2 separate regions of the Mus musculus genome follow, and region 2 is linked to region 1. The links are chromatin contacts, called in public promoter capture Hi-C maps. All regions are on one chromosome and are shown on one strand. Each heading gives the region's core, a stretch centred on a gene start, on an enhancer-like site or on the middle of the called end of the contact. The rest is flanking DNA. Distances are from core to core; before and after follow the strand shown.

Region 1 (5,495 bases), core at 1,139-3,638:
GTGGGGAGAGTGAGTAGGTGTATTAGCAGGGGGTGGGCACTGAAGTTTCAAAAGACTTGCAGTTAGCACTCTCTGCTTGCCACTTGTGGAACAAGACGTGAACTCTTAGCTGTTCTTCAGCCACCTGCCCCCAGGTCAATGCCCAGTCACTGTAGACTCCAATCTTCTGCAGCCATAATCCCAAGGAAACCCTTTCTTTAAAAGTTGCCTCCGTCAAAGCTGCTGCCTGTCCTTGGGTATGTTCTCCTAGCTGGGCTGCCTTGTCTGGCCTCAATGGGAGAGGAAGTGCCTAGACTCACAGAGACTTGAAGTGCCAGGGTGAGGAAGGGTTGTGGGAGGAGGTGACTGGGAGGGGGTGACCGGGAGGGAACAGCAAGAAATATGTAAAGTGAATAAGTTAAAAAAAATTAAATTAATTAAAAAATAGATTTTGAATTTCAAAACGTTTGATGTTCCTACATTTTCATAGACTTAAGACTTAGGATGGCTAACATTGTAGTATGAAGTCTTATAGTTTTAAAAATCAGCATTTTCTCATCTGTCATGGGACAAACCGAATTCAGAGCCGTGGAATTTGTAAAGCAATGAATAAAGGAGACAAACTTTCAAAATAAAGTTTGCCTTGGTCGTGGTATTTTATCACAGCAATAAAAAAGTAATTAATATAGTCCCAAAAACATTTTTAAGCCCTACTTTTCCCCAGAGCAACAAAAATCAAAGAAAAAAGTACTTCTGAAATAAATGAAAGTAGGGATAATGGGAATGCAGAAAAGGGCATCAGAAACCCCAACTACTGTCTTTTTACCCAAGATCGCAAGCAATGTGCATACACTCTTCTTATTTGGGTTGGGAGAGAGAGAAGGTCTTGGTACAGTACAGCCGACCTTTCTCTCTCTCCATACTGCCCCAGCCTCTCAAGTGTTAAGATCACACATGCCTGACACTATGCTTAGCTCTGTACACACTGCTAGCCCTAAGACATCTTTAAAGCTAACCTAAAGTGTCACAATACATATTGTTGGGGTGTTTTGTCCGTTTCTCTGGGTATTCTGGCCCTTGGTATACAGACAAGGTAACCTTAAATTTCCTACCTGCCTCTGTCTGCGGGGTGCCAGGATTAAAGGCATGTACCACAACACCTGGAAATAATATGTGTTTAATTATAGTGATTCTCTGATGCTCTTGATATGTAACCACTGTCACTGGGGTCAGAGGCCAGTGAGGTCTTCAAGGTGGCTTCCTCAAGGAAGCAAAAAGGTTGTAAATATACATTAGGACAGTAAAGTGTGGTAGATATATATTACTTTTCGGTTATCCTTCAATCTGGCCCTTTATGTATTTTACGAACAACCAACTCTGTTTTTACATATAAATTGATGTGTATACATATATACACATAATATACATGTATATATTATGGGAACTAGCTATAATGGCTTCATTGACACCTATTATGTTGGTGTTTGAGAAAAACACATTTATAGCACATGAATAGAATAAACACCATAAATGTTCTACTAATAAAATACTAAATAAAAGACAGATCTGAAATACACAATACTTTCCTTAATGCATTATTTTTAAAATGGAAAGTTAAAAGTATTTTAAGTAACTACAGTCAGGTATTAACATTTTGTCCAGTAATAAACTAGCTTAAAAGTTGAAACTAGTTTTGGTCAACTTGGCACAAACTGGAGATACCTGGGAAGAGGGCCCCTTAATTAAGAAATTGGTGCCATCACATTGGCCTAGGTGCATTTTCTTAATTGCTAATTGATGCAAGGAGCCCAGTTCACTGTCAGCAGTGCCGTCCCTTGTCAAGAACGGTAGCTGAGCATACGAGGGTAGGCAAGTCAGCGGTGTTTCTCCATGGTCTCTGCATCAGTTCTTGCCTCCGGACTTCTGCCAGGCTTCCCTCCATGATGGACTGTGACTTGTAAGTCAACAAACCACTGCCTTCCTAGGTTGGTTTTGATCCGTTTTATTACGCTAACAGAAAAGCAAACTAAAACAAGTGGAATTATTACAAGTATTTATAATCAGCACCAAAACTAATTTGTCTTATTTCAGATTTAAAAAGAAAACAAAAACCAAAACCGCAAGGTCTGTTATAGACTCCATTTGTTAGAAAATACTCTCGCTGTCATTCCTAAATCTCCAGTGACAGCCTCTGAGGGATAACTGCCCGGCCTCTTTGGAGGACAGACACACTTACGAAACTACAGAAATCAGACACTCAGTTTCTCAGCCTCTCTCTTTCTAAGATCTTAGCCATGTGACTGAGACTGGAGCTTAAAGGACTTGCCCCCCACCCCCACCCCACCCCACCCTGTTTCCTTTGCTTTCAGCCTGAGGCCGGCACCCATAGGAAGGGAGCTAAGGAAAAAGCAGAGCCGCCCATCCTGGCTTCAGAGCCACAGACAGCACAATTCTGCCTCGGGAGGAAGTGTGTCACTTCTTACACTGTCTGGTTTTCAGGCCTAGAGCAATTCTAAAAGGAGTCTCCGAAGTAACCTCCAAATATAAGAATGTAGTTTGATGAATTTTACTGTAATTGAATAGATTTCATTCACGTGCGGTGAATTCACATTCACAAACAGCTCTATGCTACTGCTTCAGGCACGTTGTTCTAATACTGCTTGGGTCTCCAGTACTTCCTTCCGTTGCTAAGCTATCTCAGATTCTGGGATCAAACTCAGGGCTTTGCACATTAGGCAGGCATACTACTACAACCACACTCTCAGACTTGCCTAAATGTTGTAAGGCATTATTCCTGGGGAGACGTGAACAAGCATCTACTTACCCCAGACAGGGCACCAACAATGGATCAAATTGAGACCACCACCAATGTCCAACTCAGTGCACAGATGAGTTTTATTGGGGTTACTTACAGGAGTATGGGTGAAAGGAGCTATTTACAGGAGCAGAAATGACTCAAAGACAGCCACATTACCAAAAGCCCACTCCAAATAAAAGCTGATAAAAGCTGGCAACCAGAGGCTCATTGCCTGGCCAGCAGGCAGCTCAACCTCTCTTTCTGGCAGCTCTGCTTTTCTGAGAGGGTCTGAGGAGTCCTAACTGCTGGGGGGTGGGGGGAGCCTAGTGCCATCTGGTCAGTTTCAGGGACTTCCTGAGTCTTAAAGAGCTTCCCCGCTGGAGGGAGTGTTTCAATGGGAAGGAAACTGCTACTGGTACAACAATCACTTTTAATCTCCCTAGCTCAGCCCAAACAACCCAAAATCCTTAGGGTAATTAACTGCTTTTACTCCAGTCAGAGTATTTGAGGATTAAGATATACAACCTGGAATAATTAATATGGATTTCTGCTAGCATTCAGTCTAAGCCCCGCCCCACAGTTACCTGGCAATATCCAGGTATGCCTGACTCACTATAAAAGGGGCTGTTTGACCCCTTCTTGCTCTCTTGCCTCTTGTCCCTTTCTCCCTCTCTCTCCACTTGCTCATGGCCCGCCTCTACTTCTCTCTTTTCTCTCTCTCTCTCTCTTCCTTCCTCCCTCCCTCTCTTTCTCTGCCTCTACTACCCTCTTAAGTCCACTCCCCATGTCCTTAATAAACCCTATTCTATACTATATCTTCCTGTGGCTGGTCCCTGGGGGGCGGGGGAAAGGGGTGCTTCACCATGGGCCCACAGAGGCATCCCCTTTCCCCCACGCCGGACTACACCACCATAGAACATTTCCCCCCTCTCGTAATCTTTTTATAAACACATCAGTTTACTTCCAGCTTAGAAGGAAAGCTGACTGAGAGGGGAGGAGTACTTATACTCAGAAGTGTATTTCCCTTACCCTCTCTGCGCCATCATAAAACTGGGACCGACCTGGTGTGCCGTGATAAAAAACTGAAAATACACTTGGCTTAGCTTAATACTCTTGTCAAGAAATAACTCTTGACAGAAACTCGAGACAACTAGCGAGATCATACCAGACTTTCAGGATTGCTTCCTGATCCTCCTGACAGTCTTCACCTATGTGCCACACAAGATCGCTACAGGACGGCCTTCCTTCTTCCAGCCCTTACGGAAAACAGTGACATCTTGATTCAGTGACACACCTGTCAGTAACAATGTACCACAATGCATAGTGGCCTGTGCCCTTGTCCCAGGCTCTGAACACGGCTCCTTTCCCAGCCTCCCTCTCTCACCTATTTGCTCTCACTGTTTGCTCAGAAATATTGCACTTTTTTTCCTTTGAAGGAGCCACCTGTCCTCACCTCTCTCAGGTTTTCACGCTATTCTCTTTATATGGAAGGCACTCATGAAACACCAGGATAAAGGTGCCAAGAGCTGCCTGAGGGCCCAGGCCACACCCTAGCATGGTTAGCTGCCTCCTGCCCAATTATGGGTTTGAGGAAGGCCGTGGTGGGACTTAGTCCTGGCTATCTTCTCAGCACCAAGCCTTGAGTCTGGCATATGGCACGTGCCCAACAGATACTTATATGAGACATGAACGAATTGATCTTGTGATGTGAGAAGCAGGTTAGAGTCAGAGGAAAAGCTGGTGGCATTAAGCCAATAGGAAGCCTTCCAGAAAGCTCCCACCCCTCGTTAGCTGCATGGACCGGTCACTGTCAAGTCTTTTGCTACTGTCTCACTAACGGGAGCCAGTGTGGGATAGCAGCTCAATGGTGAGGCACCTGCCTAGGATGCAGGTGGTCCCAGGTCCCATCCCAAGCTCCATCCTCACCCCACAGAAGAGCAAGCTTCACCCTAAGTTTCTGAGGGAGGGCGGTCGAGTGAAAACAAGGATCACCTCCAAGGGTGGGGTCTCGAGTTTTTATAACCAGTTGTCGTGGATCACTGAGGATGAATAATAAAATTAGTCATATTTGGTGACCAGATAAGAACATGATGTCATAAAGAGAAATAAGCCAAGAGGGTTAATGGGACTTGGGAGGGAGGTAGTTAAGATTAATTTCCAAGTGCAGTAGTGCAGCCCAGTGCTGGGGAGGTTCGTGGCATCTGAGGCCCAGAGACTGGAGAACAGAACATGGGGCTGCCGTTTTATGGCCCTGGGAAGCGAAGACAATCATAGGCCAAGTTACTGGTAGAGCCAACGCCATCTTTTCCTGCTACTCTTGGAATCCAGGTCAGGAGCCCCATCACTAAGGCAACCAACGGAACTTCCTTGACTAGGGATATAAACATGTCAGTGCTCACAAGGCTAATTAGATAAAGCCAAGCGCAATGAGGTCTTCAACCAAGTTTTAGAAAATGTCTCTGACCTTAAAATGATAGGACGCTGATGAACTCTAAAGAGTCTTACTAGGGGTAATGAAAATTATTAGAATTAAATTCTTTAAGTAGTCTTTTTAAAAAATGCCAATTATTGTTTTTACAATACTTTGTTCTGCCCTATGTGCCTATGTGTGCATGCATGCACTAGTGAGCTTTGTGGTATAGAGGCCAGATGTCGCCCTCACAAGCCTTTTGCATTACCTCTCCACCTTATTTTTGTAAACAGGGTTTCTCCCTGAGGT
Region 2 (5,495 bases), core at 1,957-4,456, 140 kb after region 1:
ATGTTGACCTCTGGCCCTTACACATGCACACACACACACGGACACAAACATAAACCTCCCCACATACATACTAAGCCCGCGGAGATTAGTTTCTCCTTCTCTAGCATCTGCTATGTTTAAACCATCCAGCTGGAGGAGTGAAGTCTATCAACCATCAGAAGAAGGGATTACTAGACCCACAAACTCAGCTCACATGATAGCTCCATTCACCTCCCGCCAAACCGTTGGAAATGTTGCGCAAGAGCAGGGATGGGCTACCACGCAAAGTCAGCACCACCTCAGCAAAGCAGAGAGCTTTAGAAGACGGTGGCCACGCACAAGCCTGGTCCAAAGGAAACCTGACACTGGAAACAGTCAAGGAATTCTGCTGCCCTGGCAGTTACACCCCATCCAGCAGCCTGGAACAAGAACACTTATTTAAGGAACAAGCATGCCTTTCAGGAGAGTGTAGTGAGCCCGACCTTAAAGTAGGGGCCTCGAAGATTATGCTCCTATTTTTGTTGCTTGTGTTTGAGATGTGCTTCAGAGCCTTCCTTAATTGGTCTTTGGTTACTCTGTCTTCTTTCCTAACAGCAACAATGTTGAGTGCACAAAGGAACTGTAGCTGGGGAGTTTCATTCACCTTGATTTTTGCACAGTTGATATTCAACTTCCAGCTCAGCCTTAACATCTAAACTTCCAAGAAAATGTCACAGTGAGTCCTTCTGACAAAGAGGTCCTGGTTACTAGGTAACATGGAGCACCTGAAATATGAACATCTTTTCAAGTCAGTATGTGATTTTCCAGGTCATCCAATTATAGCTCCTCTTCCCCTCTTCCACCTCTTCTTCCTCTTCCTCCTCCTGCCTCTTGTTTTTTTTTTTCTGTTTCTTTTCTTTTCTTTGTACTCCTGCCTCTTCTTTTTTTTTTTTTTTTAAGATTTATTTATTATTATACATGAGTACACTGTAGCTGTCTTCCAGTAGAGGGCGTCATATCTCATTATGGGTGGTTGTGAGCCACCATGTGGTTGCTGGGATTTGAACTCTGGACCTTTGGAAGAGCAGTCAGTGTTCTTACCGGCTGAGCCATCTCTCCAGCCCCTCCTGCCTCCTCTTATTGTAGACTGAGTCACACTATGTTGCTACACTTGACCTCCTTGTCCTCCTACCCCACTCCCTCCATGCTGGAATTATTGGTGTGCGTGCCAGGTTATTCATGGATCTTTTCCTTTCTGTCAACAATTCTAATGGAGGACTGGGGAAGTAGAGTTAGGGAGATTAAAGGTAGTCAGGTGTGGTGATGTATAGCTGTAATCCCAGCCCTGGGGAGACAACATCAGGAGGATGAGGAGTTCAAGGTCTGCCTGGGCTACCTGAGGTCTTGTCCCAAACAAACAAAAAGAACAAAGCTGATACTTCGTCTTTAGAGAACATTTCCACTACTAAATAAGGAATGGCGCTCTAACTCTGCTTTGTGAGCACCTGAAAAGATACAGGAGATAATTCACCTTCTGAGGTTAAACCTCTGACCATGATTTTTCCAGAGAGAAAGTTAAGTGGCTAAGCTTGGCTCCCCAGCCTCCACGGTGAATAGGGTGACACAGAGCACCACCACCAAGAGGGACACTTGTGTGACAGAGGGGGAGTTCGGGTTGGGGAGAAGGACATACGCCAAGGTCATGGGAGCCCAAGGGCATCTTCCAGCACGACTTTGTTGTTGTTTGTTTGTTTGTTTGTTTGTTTGTTTTGAGACAGGGTGTCTCAGAATAACCCTGGCTGTCCTGGAACTCACTTTGTAGACCACGCTGGCCTCAAACTCAGAAATCTGCCTGCCTCTGCCTCCCAAGTGCTGGGATTAAAGGCACGCGCCACCACTGCATGGCGTCCAGCACTACTATGAAATTAAGGACGAAAGGAAGGAGAAGACTCTTGAACCTACACACTTGAATTAGCTCCATGGGGGGATAATACGGCATCCTTTGCAATTCTAGCTTTGCCGGGGCAAGGCTATTTGGCATTCAAGTCCAGCCCTGGAGGAGTGGGAGGAGGCCTGCAGCCGCCAGCTGGTGGACTGTCTCACTCCTGGAGCCCCGGACTGTGCTGCAGGAAGCACACAGATGGCAGCTGGCTCTGCAGACAGTGAACCCAGTGTCTTCCTACTACAGTGACTCTACAGAGCTCGCAGCCCGCCCCGTGGAGGGCCTCTTGTTTGGCACCCACTTTGCCCAACGTAAACACCACTGCAGGCAAACGTTTACAAGTGTGTCTTCACATCCTGCCTGCCCCTGCTTAAACTTATTTTGGGTCAGCTACTTCTTAAAGCCCTCTCCTCGCAGGGAGGAAAATTCTGACATCTCCTCTCGGCTACTTCTGGAAACTTGAAACTTTCACTTGGTTTTTGTTTTTGTTTTGAGACAAGAGTCTTGCCCTGTACCTCATGCTGGCCTCAAATTCAAGGCAATCCTCCTGCCTCAGCCCCCCTGAGTGTTGGAACTACAAGCATGTGGTTACCGTGCCTGGCTGGGAAAAAAAGCAACATTTTTTTTTTTAAATCTTTTTTTTTTTTTTAAAGATTTATTTATTTATTATATGTAAGTACACTGTAGCATAGCTGTCTTCAGACACTCCAGAAGAGGGAGTCAGATCTTGATCTTGTTACAGATGGTTGTGAGCCACCATGTGGTTGCTGGGATTTGAACTCCGGACCTTTGGAAGAGCAGTCGGTGCTCTTTCCCACTGAGCCATCTCACCAGCCCGCAACATTTTTTCCCCAGTAAAATACACAAATATTTATTTGAAAATATTAGTATTTTTAAATGCTCTCTGAGTCACAAAGGTGATGGGACACTGGTGACCTTAGTATTGAGGACTCAGTGTTTTGGCAGGTTTTATTTATGAATCTAGGAAAACAGTAACTAGAAATGGCCAAATAGATAGATAGACTGTTGTACACTTTACAAAAAGAAGCTCTCTCTCTCTCTCTCTCTCTCTCTCTCTCTCTCTCTCTCTCTCTCTCTCTCTCTCTTCTTAAATTTCAGGCCAGAATGCAGCATGGAAAAGTTAGGCTCTAAGCAGACCCCTTCGGGAAGTTTTGGATGACGGTAAAAAATGGGGTGTTGTCCTAACTTGAGCCTGATGAATATTTTCCTATGAAGACTGGAGTGTTCACTGAGCTTGAAGGATTAGCCTTTTATTAAATTATGAAACAGTTGGCACACACGCCCTCTTGGCAAGTACTCTACTCCAGGCTTGCTGACTGAAGGAAGGGTTTGGGACGCACTCACCAGCTGCCTGAGCATCTTGCTGTGGGTAACTAATACTCAAAAGCTGACGAAGCACTTGGGCTATACCTGATAGCCGTCTGCAAGCTGAAGTCCCTACTGCATTGCTCCCTCATATGATCCAAGGTATTCATGGGGTCATTTGCCACTATCCGATTCATTGGGGGTTGCCCTTAAACGGGAAAACAAAAAACTACTCAACTTTTCTGATTTAGAAACGACACCAAGTCTCTTAATACCTTATGGTGAGAAGATTTAAAGATTTAAAATGGCTTTTATTGTTCTAGTTATAAGAACAATATAATAATTCACTCTTGTGAATAATTCATTTTAATTTGGCATTGATTCATTCTGCACGATTATTGCCTACATAAAAGCATTTTTTGCTTTGGACAAAGGGATGATAAAAAGGCTTATATAATAATAATATAAGTTATGATTTCTGTCTCATGAAACAAAGCAAGTCAGGCCTAAACTTGATATTAAAAAACAAAAACAAAAACAAAAACCCTAGCCTTGGAGTCCACCCCACCACCTCTTCTTGAGTTCTTCCTTCCTCATGTAGCTCACTTCCACCCTGTGACTCAGACACAGAGAGCAGAGAACAGAGAGATGCTTTTTGAACTTCAATTTCAAAAGAACCATGTTTTTAAAAGCTCTTAATCATATCCACCAAATTCCTTTCTTATTGTGAGTTTTCCAAATTATCTTTTTTCCCCTGTTTCTACTGGTCTCTGAGTCAACATGGAACTCTTGTGAATAATTCATTTTAATTTGGCATTGATTCATTCTGCACGATTATTGCCTACATAAAAGCCTTTTTTGCTTTGGACAAAGGGATGATAAAAAGAGGTTGTTTTGTTTTGTTTTTTTGGGGGGCTTTGTATGAGTGAAAAACATAAGGTTATAAGTATTTCAAACCTCAAGCCCTAGAAGAGGGCAAAAGTCAAGGGGGAATCTAGATTGTCCACCAGTGAACCACTGGATAGTGTTTCAAATGTAACTTTATTTTTTAAAAAAAGATTATTTATTTATTTAATGTATGTGAGTACGCTGTAGTTGTCTTCAGACACAACAGAAGAGGGCGTCAGATCACATTGCAGATGCTGGGAATTGAACTCAGGACCTTTGGAAGAGCAGTGAGTGCTCTTAACCACTGAGCCATCTGTCTAGCTCCCCAAATGTAACTTTCTTATAACTAGAACAATAAAAGCCATTTTAAATCTTTTTTTTTAAATGATAAAAAGGCCAGTATTTGCTATTAAGAACCTTCTCCGAGGTCTATGTGGTCCCTAGGAATCTCAATTACTAGATCATCAGAAAGGGACAGGGGAAGCTTTGTAACTAGCTGTCTGTCTGAGATTTCACTTTACAATCCAAGAGCTCTGTGTTCAACATCTCTCAACTAAAAGGAGACACCATAGGTACAACAAAGGGGTAAGTAGGAGAGATGACACAGTTAGCCAGCTTGAAAGGCTCCCAAATTACCTGGTGTCCCAAAGCATTAGGATGTGTGTGGCAAGTCCTGTGGGCTCGCTCCTCTAGGGAAGGAGCCACAGCCAAAACACAGCAGCACACTAGTCCCAACAAAGGGTATCTGTTTAGCATGCTAAAGAAAAAGAAATCACCCCTAAATACAAACAGTCTGTGAAAGGCTGTCTGTCATCTTCCAATGAAATTTAAAAAATAATCAAGTTCTTCTATGATCCACTCCTGGCCCAGGTCCAGTCACTGTGTGACCTCGGAGGAATCTCTTTTGAAGTTTTCTGTATCTGTAAAACCTGGATAATAACACTATTCGTCCCAGGTGGCTGGAAATGTGTGAATTCATTAGTTCAAGCTGGAAAGGTCTTTGATAATGCTAAGTGTTGAATATTACTGTCATAGGTGCAGGTGGAAGCAATGTTATAGAACACTGCTATAATTAGAAAGACCTAGAAACTGGTGCCAAACCCCTCCGAGTTACATTTTGGAAGGGGATCCTCTGTGCCATTTTCTCCCTGGGACTCAGTCAGCTTTTTTGTTATGACTGAATACTTAATTCCCTCTTTTATCTCCCTTGAAAGGTTGGAGCTTGTCTTGGACTTGCCTCTGGTGGAGTGTAGTTTTTTACTGGGTGGATGTGCTTTTCCAGCCAAGGTTTAAAATGAAGAGCCGGCATGCATCAGAACACAGAGTACACGTAGCCTTAGGTTTGCAATGACGGTTAATTGATATGAGTCATGAGAGTATG

The links. Capture Hi-C pulls out chosen DNA fragments and counts their contacts.
Region 2: a promoter capture Hi-C map of adipose tissue shows a contact between it and region 1. The contact joins two enhancer-like sites. A contact is called at or near these places in 2 of 39 promoter capture datasets (embryonic stem cells and liver), 2 of 115 datasets of contacts at active chromatin or transcription factors (embryonic stem cells and stem cell-derived neural progenitor cells) and 3 of 9 other capture datasets (adipose tissue, liver and pancreatic islet).

The regions. Positions count from the first base shown.
Region 1 is chr8:41,033,448-41,038,942 of GRCm38.p6, forward strand. All of the region lies in intron 5 of Mtus1 (mitochondrial tumor suppressor 1), which reads right to left. Among named protein-coding and RNA genes, the nearest start is that of Gm16193, 17 kb to the right of the region's middle. Within about 2 kb of position 2,389, at least 14 of the 459 cell types and tissues checked have an H3K27ac peak or open chromatin away from gene starts, as enhancers often do. A contact at or near this core is called in adipose tissue, where this site is marked.
Region 2 is chr8:41,173,240-41,178,734 of GRCm38.p6, forward strand. No RefSeq gene overlaps it. Among named protein-coding and RNA genes, the nearest start is that of Gm39167, 22 kb to the left of the region's middle. Within about 2 kb of position 3,207, at least 32 of the 459 cell types and tissues checked have an H3K27ac peak or open chromatin away from gene starts, as enhancers often do. A contact at or near this core is called in adipose tissue, where this site is marked.